Regions from separate parts of the Mus musculus genome. Here all the other regions are linked to region 1. Evidence: chromatin contacts called from public Hi-C and promoter capture Hi-C data. All regions are on one chromosome and are shown on one strand. Each heading gives the region's core, a stretch centred on a gene start, on an enhancer-like site or on the middle of the called end of the contact. The rest is flanking DNA. Distances are from core to core; before and after follow the strand shown. Region 1 holds the start of Smlr1 (small leucine-rich protein 1). Region 2 holds the start of Enpp3 (ectonucleotide pyrophosphatase/phosphodiesterase 3). Region 3 holds the start of Arg1 (arginase, liver). Region 4 overlaps Gm36228 (a long non-coding RNA gene).

Region 1 (3,406 bases), core at 657-3,156:
TTGAGTCCACCTTGAGACATACTAAGCCAGTGTTATCTCTCCTTCTATTCCTTAAAGGGTTGTCAAATACTTTCTAAGTCCATGCAAATCTACATTCAAAGACCTTTGGTGGCTCTCCCTGTCCACATAACATTGTCCTGAGTAGGGCTAAAGAGTCTATAAGCTCCAATACCTCTCTTTCCAGCTTCAACTCCACATGAGCTCTGCCTTTCTGCCCCTGTCTATTCTTTCCCTTTCTCCGCAGACCTGCCATGCTTCGGGCTTATGTGCATCTGAGCTGACTGCTTCAGCTATTCAGGCTCCAGACACTGAGAACTTTTTGTGAACAGCCCAGACCTCTCATTGGAACGAGTCAGCGCCGCCCCAGAGCTTTGCTTCTATGTGAATCTGGGGCTAAGCGCTGTTATTCACATTGCCTCTTCTCCACACTCAACGAAGCCTAGGCATTCAGGTAAGCCTTGCCGAGTGGGTGGATACAGAACATCCATCCTAGCAGCTGGCTAACATCAAACCTGTTTGCCTCCAGTTAATGAAGGTTCTCTGAAGATTGACACTTTACAAATCAGCATTCTAGCCCAGCTGAATAAGCACCAAATAACCATCTCAACAGAGAGCATGCACAAACCACAGCAGCAGCAGCCCTCTGTGGAGAGAGGAAGAGAAGGAAATACATTCAATGAATGCAGGCTCAATACTGGTGTTCTAACACTCTCCTTCCAACTTTGTTACTTACTCAGGGATGCCAGGCAAGCCCCCCCCCGGCCCCTTTACCCTTACCAGTTGAATTGTTTAGTGAAGGTGAGAGCCTGTCCGCATGGCCACACACAGTCCCAGGTAGAAGAATGTAGATGGTACTGAAGGCAGTCCTTTAAAGTGGACTCTGTCAGCTTCCCACCAGCAGCAGCCTATGGGGTGGGACAGAGAGGGGACACAAGTCGGAAGTGAAGCCCTGAATGTGGTTACCAATCTCCTGCAAACTTTCCCTCGGTCTTGAGGCTGGAGAGATGGCTCAGTAGTTAAGAACACTGGCTGCTCTTCCAGAGGACCCAGGTTCAATTCCCAGCACCCACATGGCAGCTCACGAGTGCAGGTAACTCCAGTTGCAGGGGTCTGTCTGGCACCCTCAAACAGATATATTGTGCAGTCAAGACACTAATGTACATAAAATAAAAATGAAATTTAAAAAGAAAAAGCCCAAACTTTTCCAAAGTCTCTAAAGATCCTTTGAGTTAGGAAATGAGTCTTTTAGTCAACCTTAGTAGTCTAGTAGCTTTGGAAGTTTTCCCCTAAATTGGTACAAGGCAGCTCACTGGTAGTCAATAGATGATCATGAACCTTGGCATTTGCCAGTTTATTGCCGTCTCTTATCCTGGAAGTCTGGAGTTGTCATAACAGCCTGCATTTTGGGCCAAGGCAAATGAGTAGACAGCGGAGAGGAAAGTGAGCTGCAGCAGTTAGGAAAGGGCAGGGCCCTGCCGTTGTCTGGACCCCCCCCCCCCCCCACTCACCTGCGGCTATCATCTACGTCTCTGCTGCGTATATCTGACTTCCAGACTGAAGGTCAGGCTCTAGTAGAATTAAGTGATTGTCAAATCCATCAATGTGCCCTCCAGAGAGGCACTCAGAGCAGAACCAACCAGGCAGTTTTCACATGTGGCAAGCGTGTTTTTCCTTCTCAGTATCTGTCACATCAACTATGGGCATTACCATGACAATTCCGACATTTTCAGCTCTGAAATGTAGGAAGAGGGGTAAATGTTCTCCCTGGGCCTGGGTTTCTGTGAAAACACATAGAGAGAAGGGCATTTGTTTGAAGTCAGATATTTAACCCCAGCCTACCAGGACCATCCCACTTCCTGTCAGACAAAGACGCATCTCCAGGACAGCTTGGGAGGTTTACTCTTCGGTTCTTCTACAACTGTAGCTGAGTTACAGAGTAACTTGCCAACAGCGCTCCAGTATTCACTCCACTAATAAGCCAGAGCAAAGTCCACAACAGGTTTCATGGAAAAGCATGAGCAAAGGCCAGAACTTCGGGAAAGGACAACCACAGAGCAGAGCCAAGTCGCCTGTCCCGAGCAGTGGGGACCATGAGCTCCGTGCTGGCAATCTTCTTGCAGGAACTCCCCGGCCCTGTCCTGGTCCTGGGGATCTTCCTGCCTGTGACCTTGCTGCTTCTCCTCCTTCTTGCCTACTTCAGGATCAAACTGATGGCAGGTAAGTGTGAGACCCCACGAGGAAGGGTTTGGTTCATCCTTGAAACACACCCAAGCCGGCAGGTGCTCTGGGAAGCTGGGGAGATGTACCTGTTTGATTGACAGATTTCTTCCCCCACCCTCCAGCCCTTTCTTGATGAACGGGGCAAAGTTTGATACTTTCAACTCTGTAAGTTATGAGGTACGTAGGGTTTGTCCACTTGCTATAGGGCGTCCTTCACTGTGGTTCCCCGTAGACAGTCAACTGTGAATCACCGAATTGGACATAGGGTTGCTTGTTTATTTCTCAAGGCATCAGACTCTATGCTGTCCACGGTCTGCCTCCCCCACGTAACAGATGTGTGTGTATATGTCATAGTCCTCACAAGGACTACTGTCAGTCACACGTGCACTGGGCTCCCACTGACACTGAGTGCCGCTGAGAGACTTAAGGGATTTGAATGGCCCAGGTGGGAACTAGTCCATCGTACTACCCCCACATCTTATCTCTGCTGCTTCCTTCTCAAGATAAACCTTCAGAACCTCGAAAATGATTCAAGCGTGAAGTGAGGCATACAGCAGGTCAAGATGGACTCATAGTACACACACACACACAGGTTTTCATGACTCTGCACACATGTATACACCCATGATCATGTACATGTGCGTATGCCTTCTTCAGCCTCTGAACTTCTGCTTAAGAAATGTTCTAAGCATTGTGCTATCGGCGTTTAGCCAACGCAAAACATTGGATCTGGACTGCAGCAGAGATTTTCCATAAGATGGGTAGATTTAAAAAACAAACAAACCAACCAACCGGAAACCACGGGATACATTCAGAAGCTTTAGGTGATCTGCTGTGGGCGTTTTGTTCCTGGACTGAGATTGTTTGCTCTGGAGCCGAGCTGTGTTTTGAGAGGGTGCATGTTCATTTGGTTTTTCAGTAAGTTCTAGATGCCATAAAGGTTAATGCTTATTTTAGGCACGTCACTAAAGTCAACCCGCTTCTTAATTTGGACGGTTTCATATTAAACTACTGAAAAAAACAAGTTTGAAAGCTGGTATGGTTGTACACAGCTGTGATTCTAGCACCCAGGGGGCTGAGACAGGAGACTTGCTTAAATTTGAGTTGAGCCTGGACTATAACATGAGTCTCTGTCTTAAAACGATTGTAAAGTCTCTGCTCAGTCTACAAAAACTCGCCAAGATCA
Region 2 (3,406 bases), core at 304-2,803, 700 kb after region 1:
TTCATAGCTGCTGCTGACCATTGTTGGGGAGTTGGACTACAGACAAATTCCCTTCCTATATAGAGACTACCCATAAGTTCTGTGATTCTAGAGAACCCTAACAAAATACCATATAATGCAAAAAACAGTGAAAACATAGTATCTTAGTCTATCAATGTGAAGAGACACTATGACCAAGGCAACTTTTATCAGAGAAAACATGTAAGTGTGGACTTAGGTATATTTTTGAAGGTTAGTCTATTATCATCTTGCCTGGGAGCACAGTACTGGAGAAGACAGTACTGGACAGTACTGGAGAAGTAGCTTTGGAGAGTTTTGCATCCTGATCCATAGGTAGGAATATATCTATCCATCCCTCTATCTATCTATCTATCTATCTATCTATCTATCTATCTATCTATCTATCTATCTACCTACCTATCTATCTATTTATTTCTCCATCTATCTACTGAGACTGAGAGAGAGGGGGGTGGGGGAAGAGGGGGAGGAGACAGTGGACTTTTGAAACTTCAAATCCCACCCTCAAGGGACACACTTTTTCCAACAAGACTACACCTCTTAATCCATCTGATTCCTAGAAATAGCGCCACTCTCTGGTGACTAAGCACTCAAATATATAAGCTTATGGGAGCCCTTCCTATCAAACCACCACACATACTATTTTGTCGTTTGCTTTAAAATAATTCTTAAACTGTAGACATTCTAAAATGTAAGATACACTCCTCTCATAATTAAAAAAATCTTTATAGTAGTTTCAGAATTTCTATTATAATCAAACACATTTTATTTTGTTTTAATTACTTAATGTATATTGTGTGTGTGTGTGTATGTTGGGGGCGGGGTGTGTGTGTGTGTATGAGTGCAGGGGGCCTTGGAGGACAGAGGAGGAAATCGGGTCCCCGGAGCTGGAACTGCTGAGCAGCCTGACAGAGGTGCTGAGATCTGAACTTTCTCTGCAGAAGCAAGCAAGAGCTCATGACTGCTGAGCTGTCTCTCCAGTCCTCCAGTCCTTTAATAAATGTACTAGCTTGCAACTGCAGCATGACATCTATATGGATGTACAAACTCCCTGTACAGGGCTTCTTGTCAGCCTTTGGAAGATTGAGATAGGAGGGCTTGGAAAACCACTCTGACTAACATGGTATATGATACTGCCAAACACACAAACAGAAACAAAACCCAGAAAGCAACCGAGCTGGGGTGGAGCTCAGCTGGTATGAAGCCATGGATTCAGTTCCCAGCAATTTGTAAATTGGGGGACACATGATGTAATCCTGGTGCTTAGGAGATAAGAAGTGACACAAGTTCTTTCCACAGACAAAAACAAAACAAATGAGTAGCTTTTTATAAGTGTGATTAATATTCTATTCTTGCTATCTACATATCCCGATTAGTATGCATTATTACTTCTAAAGCTGTAAAGAACTGCTGTCCACAATGTCCGAGAGAGAAATGGACTTTATTCTGTGGGCAACGCTGTTTGTTAACAAGGCTTTTCCCTCTTCAATTGACCAATCGCTACAGAGCTCTGCTTTTCTCCCGGATTTAAAAGTCAGTCACAGCTGGGGCAGGCAGGACAGTTCCTTTTTCCCTCCCCAGAGGGAAGAAAGAGCCTTATTTTCTGGCTAGACAGGTTTACACAGCTACGGGAACAATGGATTCCAGGCTAGCATTAGCCACAGAGGAGCCCATTAAGAAAGACAGTCTCAAGAAATACAAGATCCTTTGTGTGGTAAGCAAAACTGTTCATTTTAGTCTTACAAGCTTGGTGGCAGATTGAAGTGCCTGCCTTCCCACTTAGGCTTGCTTGTGTCGCTATTAAGTCAGAATGTGAAGTAATTGTGTCCAGCATTAGGTTTGTTTGTGTTGCAATTTAGGTTAGAATGCTAAGTTATTGTGTCCAGCATTTCTGACAGAAATCTGAGACCGTGCTGGACTGATTTTGTTTTCCACGTGTTTATAATTAGAGCGCAAGCAATTTTTGACTGGTACGAATACTGTACGAGCAAGAATTTAGCAACTGAAATCACTTGACACATACGTCTTAAGGATCTGTTGATCTTTATCAACATTTCATTCTGTTTATTTACCATGTGGAGATTACTTCTTTTGCTTCCTTCCTCACTTTGCTCTGTTCCCCCCCCCCATATGAATTAAGTGCTCCTTTAGAGACTAATCCACCCCCCTCCCCTGTTTCCTATCTGAATGTCCCTAACAATACATGAATGTTGTTGAGGGTTTTATCTTTTTCTTTCTTTTTTAAAACGTTCTCTCCCCCTGCTTCCTGGATAATCTTGAAACGCTCGTTTCCAAGACATACTTGCTTTTTGACGGACTTATCTTTATCTTCATTGAATGTTACTCAAGACCTCACTCTACATCCTTCTTACCCAGTGATCTTTTCTTTAGGCAATCTGTGTGTTCCCCTGAGATGTTAAATGATACCTTCCCCCAACCCAAGCCACCATCATCTCCGACTTCTTTTTGGATGTCTCCTGCCTGACTACTCACCCAGCACCTCCAGCCAAAACCAAATGCAGTATTTTTTTTCACATCTGGCTGGCTGCAGCTGCTCTCAGATTCCTCGGGCTAACATATGTCAGCTCTCCTTTCTGTTTCCCAAGAAAGGTCAAGCAGTTTGTAGCTATGACCCGTGAGGACAACAAATCCTCAGTAGCTCCTCAGAGTTTATCTTTCCAGGACTTACACAGCCCTCCTTGCGGCTTTCTTGCCCTTACCTTTGTCTTAGTTTGTCACTCAAGGAATCAAACCCCTTGGGAGCTAAATCTGGGTCCTAAATGTATTTTTAGATTGTTCTTTTCTTTTTCTTCCTGAGGCACCTGTGGGCAGGCACACAGGCTCAGGTTTCTTTCCCCAGGACACTTCCTACTCTTTCTCTAGAGACACTGGGTTTCAATGGGGCCTGGGGCTTGTGGATTAGCATAATTATGCTGGCCCTGGAGCCTTGAGGATGCTCCTGGGCCTTCTGCAGCTGTGCAAATGGACAGGCCCCACCCTGATGATCTGGGTCCTTGTGTTTATAATGTAAACACTGAACTGAAGGAGGGTAGCTCTCTGGCCCAAGGATATAGACATTTACTCTTTCTAGCACATTTTCTTCTTCCTTATTTTGGGGTAGGGATTGGGGGTGGTTCCGAGACAGGGTTTCTCTGTGTAGCCCTGGCTGTCCTGGAATTCTATAGACCAGGTTGACCTCGAACTCAGAAATCCACCTGCTTCTGCCTCCTAAGCGTGTGCTACCACTATCTGGCTTCTTCTCCCTTATAAGGAAGTTCACTTTTTTGTTTGTTTGTTTGTTTGTTTGCTTGTTTTTTGTTTTTTGAGACAGGGTTTCTCTGTCCTGGAACTCACTTTGTAGACCAGGCTGGCCTCAAACTCAGAAATC
Region 3 (3,406 bases), core at 259-2,758, 610 kb after region 1:
GCACATTTGGGATCTGGGAGCAGGTAAAACTTAAATTCCTAGCTAGCTTCAAATATATAGGAAAATTCTATCTTACATAAATCAATTTTTTAAAAAAATCTATAACCGTATATCAGAAAAACATAGTAAGATGAAAAATATATTTGAAAAGGAGGTATCAAAATGGTCCTGAGGGACTTTGGCTTCTTGATTTATTCATTCAATAAATGCAATACATTTATTCAATCAATAAGTCAATGTTTATTTTGTACTGAACGATTCTATGTACTGATGGTAGAGGGAACAGAATCTTTCTTGAGGTATTAAAATTCTGGGTGCTTTTTGTCCTCACAAGGTTAAAGAAATTTACTTCTGACATGTGGGTTTTCTTTTTAAAATTATAATCATGTAACTTTGTAACTGGGAGAATACTTGGTTGTGTTTCTTCTAAATTAATACTTTTAAAAATATTTCTTTAGTGTTGGGGGTGGCTTTACACAGGGACCGGACCACATCACCCACGTGGAGGTCAGAGATCAACTTGGAGGAGTTGACTCTTTCCTTGCACCAAATGGGTTCTTCGGGTCAAACTCGGGTCATCGGGCTTGGTGTTACCGGCTGGCCTCTCTCATCTGCCCTAGATCTCAGGGGGCCCTGCTGACACTCTGCTGGTGTGTAGATTAGAATCGCGGCAGCTCGGCGGGTGCAGAATGCCCATTGCTCCGTTTCGATTCTTCTGCAACCTGTATGTGACTAGCAACCTCACCAAGCTGCAGTCTCTTCCTGGGCAAAACAGCATAAGAATGATTCTCAGTCTGAAGTTAGTTTAAAGAGGAAACAGGAAGCGAAAGAACATTAACTAGAATAGCACTTGGCACACGACAAAGACAACTCATATTAGCTAGTTTGCTTTCCCTATCTTGGGATATCATGATTCCAAAAATGAGATTTTCCTGGAGACTGTATTTCAAAAATAGAACTGCTTTGGGTTGTCAGGGAAATAAATGATGCCTTCCTGTAAATAATAATAATAATAACAACAACAACAATATAAAACAAAAACCAGCCCCATGCTTTCCTAGACAGTGTAACCTGGTGACACATGAAATGTGTCTCACTTTCCCCAGAACTTGAAGCCTTGACTCAGGATGCTCAACAGGAGGGAAGTAAGAGACACCCCCCCCACCCCCTCACCCCCCCCCCCCACTTGCTGTTTTAGCCTCACCTTGCAAGTCCCCAGTGGACTTAAATCCTGGAAAAGGTGAGCACCCTGCCCTGAGGTGCCCAGGCCGGAAGCCTAGCACTTCACATGAGGTTATGAAATCACACATAATTGTCAATTGTCTGAGGAGAGATTAATGTCATCCAGCTGGCTTTTTCAAAAGGGTGTGAACTGGACGGATGAATAATGCTCAGAGGGAAGAATGGTAGTTCCTCTGATGGGGAGGTTCTGTTGACTCTGTCATTCTTCCATTCGGTGGGCGGAGCCAGTTGTTGGATAAACAGATCCAACCTGATTATAAGGGGGGAAAAAGATGTGCCCTCTGTCTTTTAGGGTTACGGCCGGTGGAGAGGAGCTGGACAGCCCGAGCACATGCAGCAGCAGCAGCCGCTGGAACCCAGAGAGAGCATGAGCTCCAAGCCAAAGTCCTTAGAGATTATCGGAGCGCCTTTCTCAAAAGGACAGGTGAGTTTGGCTTTGAATGACTGGAATTTATTGGGAAGTGTTACATTTTAACACTTGCCAGGCATCGTGGTCTAGCTGCAAGCTGGAAATGTTACATTCTTAACACTTAACAGGCGTTGCCTTGGGGCTACAAGCTTCCCAGCACCATCTGGGCTCCAGGTGCTAGAGCTCAAGTCTCTTCACCACTGTGTGGCATAGTATGCTTGCCGACTTTTGGATCCTGCCAAAGTCCATTTCAAGACAAAGAGTCACTACAAAGCTTGAAGAAAAACCCTCTGGATGTAGATCACCTGTGTCTGGGCTGCAGTTTCTCTCATAGTTACGGTGGCTCTTGGTGCTTTTGATGTTTTCTGAGTATGGAGTGAGAGATTGTAAGAAAACACATTAGTCTGGTTACGTAATTCATGCTTAGAAAAATGTAATGGGTGGTGGTAGGTAGCCTTTAGGCTTGTTTTAATTTGGATAACTTAAATAATAGAGCTTTTGCAAGTTTGCGAAGAATTCATGGTATTTTGAGCTTAATGATTTTGAGTATTAGTTGGGGGGGGGAGATGGGGGGGGAGGTGGGGGGTTTACATCTCTCTTTAAGGAGAACAAATAAAACAATACATCAGGTCTGCACGACTAATGGATCCATAAATCTCTGCCTAGCCCGCCTAAGTGACTCACGCATGTCAGCACTGCCTAAATGCGCTCCTCATTCCCCGTCTGCGTGGATACGCTCAGGCTGCTAATTAGAATGAGATAGCAGGATGCCTTAGGCTCCAACTCTCTGTGTTTAAAAAGGACGGGGGGAATCCAAGCCAAGCAAGGTGGTGTGTGACTCCTGGGTCCTTTTGTTTTACGTGGGGTCTTTCTCTTGGCTTTTAGACTCAGGCAGCCTTTAGCCTTTTAAACTGTGGAACCTAAAGATATAATCTGCCCCCCGCCCCCCCCCACACACACACCCTCTTCACTATACAAATTGTGGAAGGTTGGAGACCCAGACTGTATTTGGTATCAGTAATAGCATTTCACCTTCTATGGAAAAATCTCCACAGAGCTCTCCCAGAACACTAGAATATGGGGGTATTTTGTTGATTCATGATGCCTTTAAAACCACAATATGGCCGGGCGTGGTGGCGCACGCCTTTAATCCTAGCACTCGGGAGGCAGAGGCAGGTGGATCTCTGAGTTCGAGGCCAGCCTGGTCTACAAAGTGAGTTCCAGGATACCCAGGGCTATACAGAGAAACCCTGTCTCGAAAAACCAAAACAAACAAACAAACAAAAAATCACAATATGGGTCTGGATAAGTGGCTCAGTGGTTAAGAGCACTTGCTCCTCTTTGAGAAGACAAGGGTTCAGTTCCCATCCCCCACACCAGACGGCTCACAGTTGCCCATAGCTCAAGTTCCAGAGAACTCAGCACCATGTTCTGCCTCCATGAGCCACCCCCACATGCACACACACATAATGAAGCAAACATTTAAAAAAAAATCCATAATATGCTTACCTGTTCTTTTGTTTTAAAATTTTTACTTTTCTTCTTAAGTGTGTGTGTGTGTGTTTATGTCTTCAAGATTCATATACATTCAGGCACTGGGCCATCTCACCAGCCCTTCATTTATCCTTGAAATGGTTTATAAAACAGACTTGAAAATGATGACAACAACAACAACAATTAAAAAAAAAAAAAGAGGGAGGGAACCCAGGAGGACAGCAGGAAGGAAACAGACTTTGGCCTCTGGGCATCAGCAGA
Region 4 (3,406 bases), core at 564-3,063, 580 kb after region 1:
TTGCAGTTCCCTTTAGCTCCTTGGGTAATTTCTCTAGCTCCTCCATTGGGGGCCGTGTGACCCATCCAATAGCTGACTGTGAGCATCCACTTCTGTGTTTGCTAGGCCCCGGCATAGTCTCACAAGAGACAGCTATATCTGGGTCCTTTCAGCAAAATCTTGCTAGTGTATGCAATGGTGTCAGCATTTGGAAGCTGATTATGGGATGGATCCCTGCATATGGCAATCACTAGATGGTCCATCCTTTCGTCACAGCTCCAAATTTTGTCTCTGTAACTCCTTCCATGGGTGTTTTGTTCCCATTTCTAAGAAAGGGTAAAGTGTCCACACTTTGGTCTTCGTTCTTCTTGAATTTCATGCGTTTGGCAAGTTGTATCTTATATCTTGGGTATCCTAAGTTTCTGGGCTAATATCCACTTATCAGTGAGTACATATTGTGCGAGTTCCTTTGTGATTGGGTTACTTCACTCAGGATGATACCCTCCAGGTCCAACCATTTGCCTAGGAATTTCATAAATTCATTTTTTTAATAGCTGAGTAGTATTCCATTGTGTAAATGTACCACATTTTCTGTATCCATTCCTCTGTTGAGGGGCATCTGGGTTCTTTCCAGCTTCTGGCTATTATAAACAAGGCTGCTATGAACATAGTGGAGCATGTGTCCTTCTTACTGGTTGGGACATCTTCTGGATATATGCCCAAGCGACCTAAATGTTCTTTTGAAAAGGTAATGACTCGACAATACTATAATTAGCGAGTGAGGATAAGAATGAAACTCCTGACCTTGGTTCCTTTGTAATAAATTAACTATGACCCACCCTTGGTATTTCCTTCACATTTCTTTATCCTCACCCTTCTGCTGAAAAATGATAAAAATACACCAGGGGTTTTGAGTTCCGTAACTTGCTTCGTGCATGAGGATGGCTGCTGAAAACATGAAGGAGCTTTGGCCCTCTGCCCACAGGCCTTAGCCAGGCTCCTCGTGTCTTCCTTGATTGGCTGCCAAGGTGGCCACGCAGTGGACTGCTCTCAAGAGAGGAGCTGTGCAGAAAGGAGTTGTGCTCTTAAAAATGATATTTAAAAGTATAAATCTCCCTCATTTCGGCCTTTAAAGCAAGACCTCTGTGCCCTAAGCTAGATAATTGAGAAATTTGCTTGGCTGGTTTCATAATTAGAAGCTAAAAGCAAATCTCACAGACTAGTGAGGTTGTGAAGCCTGGAGGATGCCATAGGAAGGGGTTTGGGCTTTCCTCTCACTTGTAAAGGAGATGGAGCCAGTGTGCTGGTGGACTGTCCTTTAGACATGTGGGAGGACAGGAGAGACCTTTGTAACCTGTATGCCCAGGGCCAGAGCAGAGAGGATCGTCAAGAGATTAAAGAGAGATGGCAACATCTCCTGATCCACCGTATTTGTCGTGGTTCACTAGGCCCTTCCGGGATGGACAGAGCTTTGTGACACTTCCGCTCTTCGCTATCATCATCATCCCTATAGTGAAAAGTCAGGTCCAAGCCTCACCAGCACTGAAAGTAAGTGTGTGCCCAGTTAGGCTTCTGGAAAGACCAGTCATAACTGCCCAGTCAGCATCAACGCAGAGCAGTGTTGTGGGCAAATCTAGATGCCTTGGGGGAGGCAGAGCACAAGGAACTCCCTGCCCTACGAGAAGGGAATCTGCCACCCATGGCACCTTATACTAGATATTACACAAATGGCTACTCCTGAAGTGTTACGGTCTAACACGTATGCCTCTCGGCTCTGATCCTCTGCGCTCAGCGTCAAAGGTGGAAAAGTCAAACAGCACTAGATGTTCCAAATCTGTTTGCTTTTCTTTCCCAAGAGAATCACCTTGCACTTCCCTGGGCAGTTTCACCGTGTAGGACAGTAAACCATAGCCCGATCCAACAAAGTTCCTGGCAAATGACATTCTAGAACTGAAGTTAATAACCGTTAGGGCCAGCCAGGGTTTCTGACTTCATCTAGTGGGTCAAAGATTCCAGCATGCTTGTTCATGCCTCCTTGTCTTTTCCCACACTCAAGTTCATGACAGACTTGTGATGATTGATGGAGTGCTGAGGCTTATACTACACTCATATAAATGAGCACAGCTTCAGGCCAAGCAGGGACTTTCTGTGTGAATGAGTCTTACTATCTGATCTTGGGAGTGGATATTTTATTAATTGTTCCTTGATGGGGACCTACCCTTCTCTACTGGGGAAAACAGAAGTTGCTGAACACACAATGATTAATATTTTGATATGCTCCCTTCTGTTTTTCCCTACAGTTCTTATACTTTAACATAATTGGAAATATTATCACAATAAGACCCACGTGAGAAGTAGGTGCATTCTATATGCATTATTCATGGTCTCCATCACCCAGGAAGAGCTGGCCTAGTTTCTCTCTTCCATAGGGACAGCTCGGGTTCAGTTTGACTGTTAGCAACTGTGGCAGGTAGTATTTTTCACACACACACAAACCCACACACACACAACCCTGATTTAGTGAGAAGGTAGAATTGTCTCTTGAGAACTGATTGGTAAGAAATGAGCCATCTGTTTGGGAAAGCTGACATTCAAAGATGAATCTCAAAGGAACATGTGATGTGATCAAGTCGAGTCCTTGCACTGCACTTCCTTGTACTACACTTTGCTTGACTTTTAGCCCAGTAGGAAACGGCACCTCTTCTCACTAAAGATCTGGATGAGGATGGGCAGTTACAATGCCAGCCCTATCCAGTGATTCTCCATTTCCACCTGCACCAGAGCCTTTGGGGAAGTTTGGGAAATCACAGAATCAAGTCTTCTTGGGTAGAGAAGAGTCATTGCATAGCAAGACTTTTAAACTGGTACATGAGGCAGTTTGTTACAGGTGGACCACAAGCCCAACTCTGAGAAACGCTGGTGAGTTACAGTCTTAGCGCTCCATTCAGTGAGCATTGCTGAGTGCCAGGACTGAAAAACAGCATCAGCAGTACAGGAGGCAGGAGCACACAGCACTAACATGCAGGACACGGGAGCACACAGCACTAACATGCAGGACACGGGAGCACACAGCACTAACATGCAGGACACAGGAGCACAGTGCTAACAGAGCAATACCAGTTTGTGTTTGTTCAGCACTGAACAGTTTTCACAGTTTCTTCCCATGTTTTATCTCTGTATGAACTATGTGAGAGAGACAAGAGAGGGAATGACATTTCCATTTCCTGTAAAAAGGGGAAGAGGGAGAGAGAGAGAGCAAGCTTAAGTTCCTCCAGTTGCTACATCTGCTAGATGACGAACATGGATTGTTTGGAAGCTCCTGCTGGAAGGAGGGAAGCTATTACACGTACACAGATGTCTTGAGAAACACTGGTTTAAAGCTATACTGGGGTTACATTTATTTCTGTCTTTATCATACAGACAAATC

Evidence for each region. Promoter capture Hi-C pulls out the DNA fragments that hold promoters and counts their contacts. A called contact is a pair of places that touch in the nucleus more often than the background predicts.
Region 2: a promoter capture Hi-C map of liver shows a contact between it and region 1, with 7 times the contacts expected there. The contact joins the promoter of Enpp3 here to the promoter of Smlr1 in region 1. A contact is called at or near these places in 3 of 39 promoter capture datasets (liver and pre-B cells), 1 of 115 datasets of contacts at active chromatin or transcription factors (hepatocytes) and 1 of 9 other capture datasets (adipose tissue).
Region 3: a promoter capture Hi-C map of liver shows a contact between it and region 1, with 6 times the contacts expected there. The contact joins the promoter of Arg1 here to the promoter of Smlr1 in region 1. A contact is called at or near these places in 7 of 39 promoter capture datasets (embryonic stem cells, hippocampal neurons, liver and 3 more), 1 of 484 Hi-C or Micro-C datasets (liver), 1 of 115 datasets of contacts at active chromatin or transcription factors (hepatocytes) and 3 of 9 other capture datasets (adipose tissue, embryonic stem cells and macrophages).
Region 4: a contact with region 1 is called in a Hi-C map of liver, with 2.9 times the contacts expected there. The contact joins the enhancer-like site here to the promoter of Smlr1 in region 1. A contact is called at or near these places in 1 of 39 promoter capture datasets (embryonic stem cells), 3 of 484 Hi-C or Micro-C datasets (all in liver), 1 of 115 datasets of contacts at active chromatin or transcription factors (hepatocytes) and 1 of 9 other capture datasets (adipose tissue).

What each region holds. Positions count from the first base shown.
Region 1 is chr10:25,534,772-25,538,177 of GRCm38.p6, reverse strand. Smlr1 (small leucine-rich protein 1) reads left to right here and starts at 1,906. Exons shown (of 2, transcript NM_001195596.1): 1 at 1,906-2,217. The coding sequence starts at 2,091. It overlaps Gm29571 (predicted gene 29571), which reads right to left and starts at 1,792. Exons shown (of 4, transcript NR_136909.1): 1 at 1,509-1,792; 2 at 778-905.
Region 2 is chr10:24,834,342-24,837,747 of GRCm38.p6, reverse strand. It overlaps Enpp3 (ectonucleotide pyrophosphatase/phosphodiesterase 3), which reads left to right and starts at 1,553. Exons shown (of 25, transcript NM_134005.2): 1 at 1,553-1,732. The coding sequence starts at 1,655.
Region 3 is chr10:24,925,572-24,928,977 of GRCm38.p6, reverse strand. Arg1 (arginase, liver) reads left to right here and starts at 1,508. Exons shown (of 8, transcript NM_007482.3): 1 at 1,508-1,666. The coding sequence starts at 1,610. Gm40616 (a long non-coding RNA gene) reads right to left here. Exons shown (of 4, transcript XR_001779741.2): 2 at 3,161-3,406; 3 at 1,205-2,016.
Region 4 is chr10:24,950,243-24,953,648 of GRCm38.p6, reverse strand. All of the region lies in intron 2 of Gm36228 (a long non-coding RNA gene), which reads left to right. Among named protein-coding and RNA genes, the nearest start is that of Gm36228, 8.0 kb to the left of the region's middle. Within about 2 kb of position 1,813, at least 12 of the 459 cell types and tissues checked have an H3K27ac peak or open chromatin away from gene starts, as enhancers often do. A contact at or near this core is called in hepatocytes and liver, where this site is marked.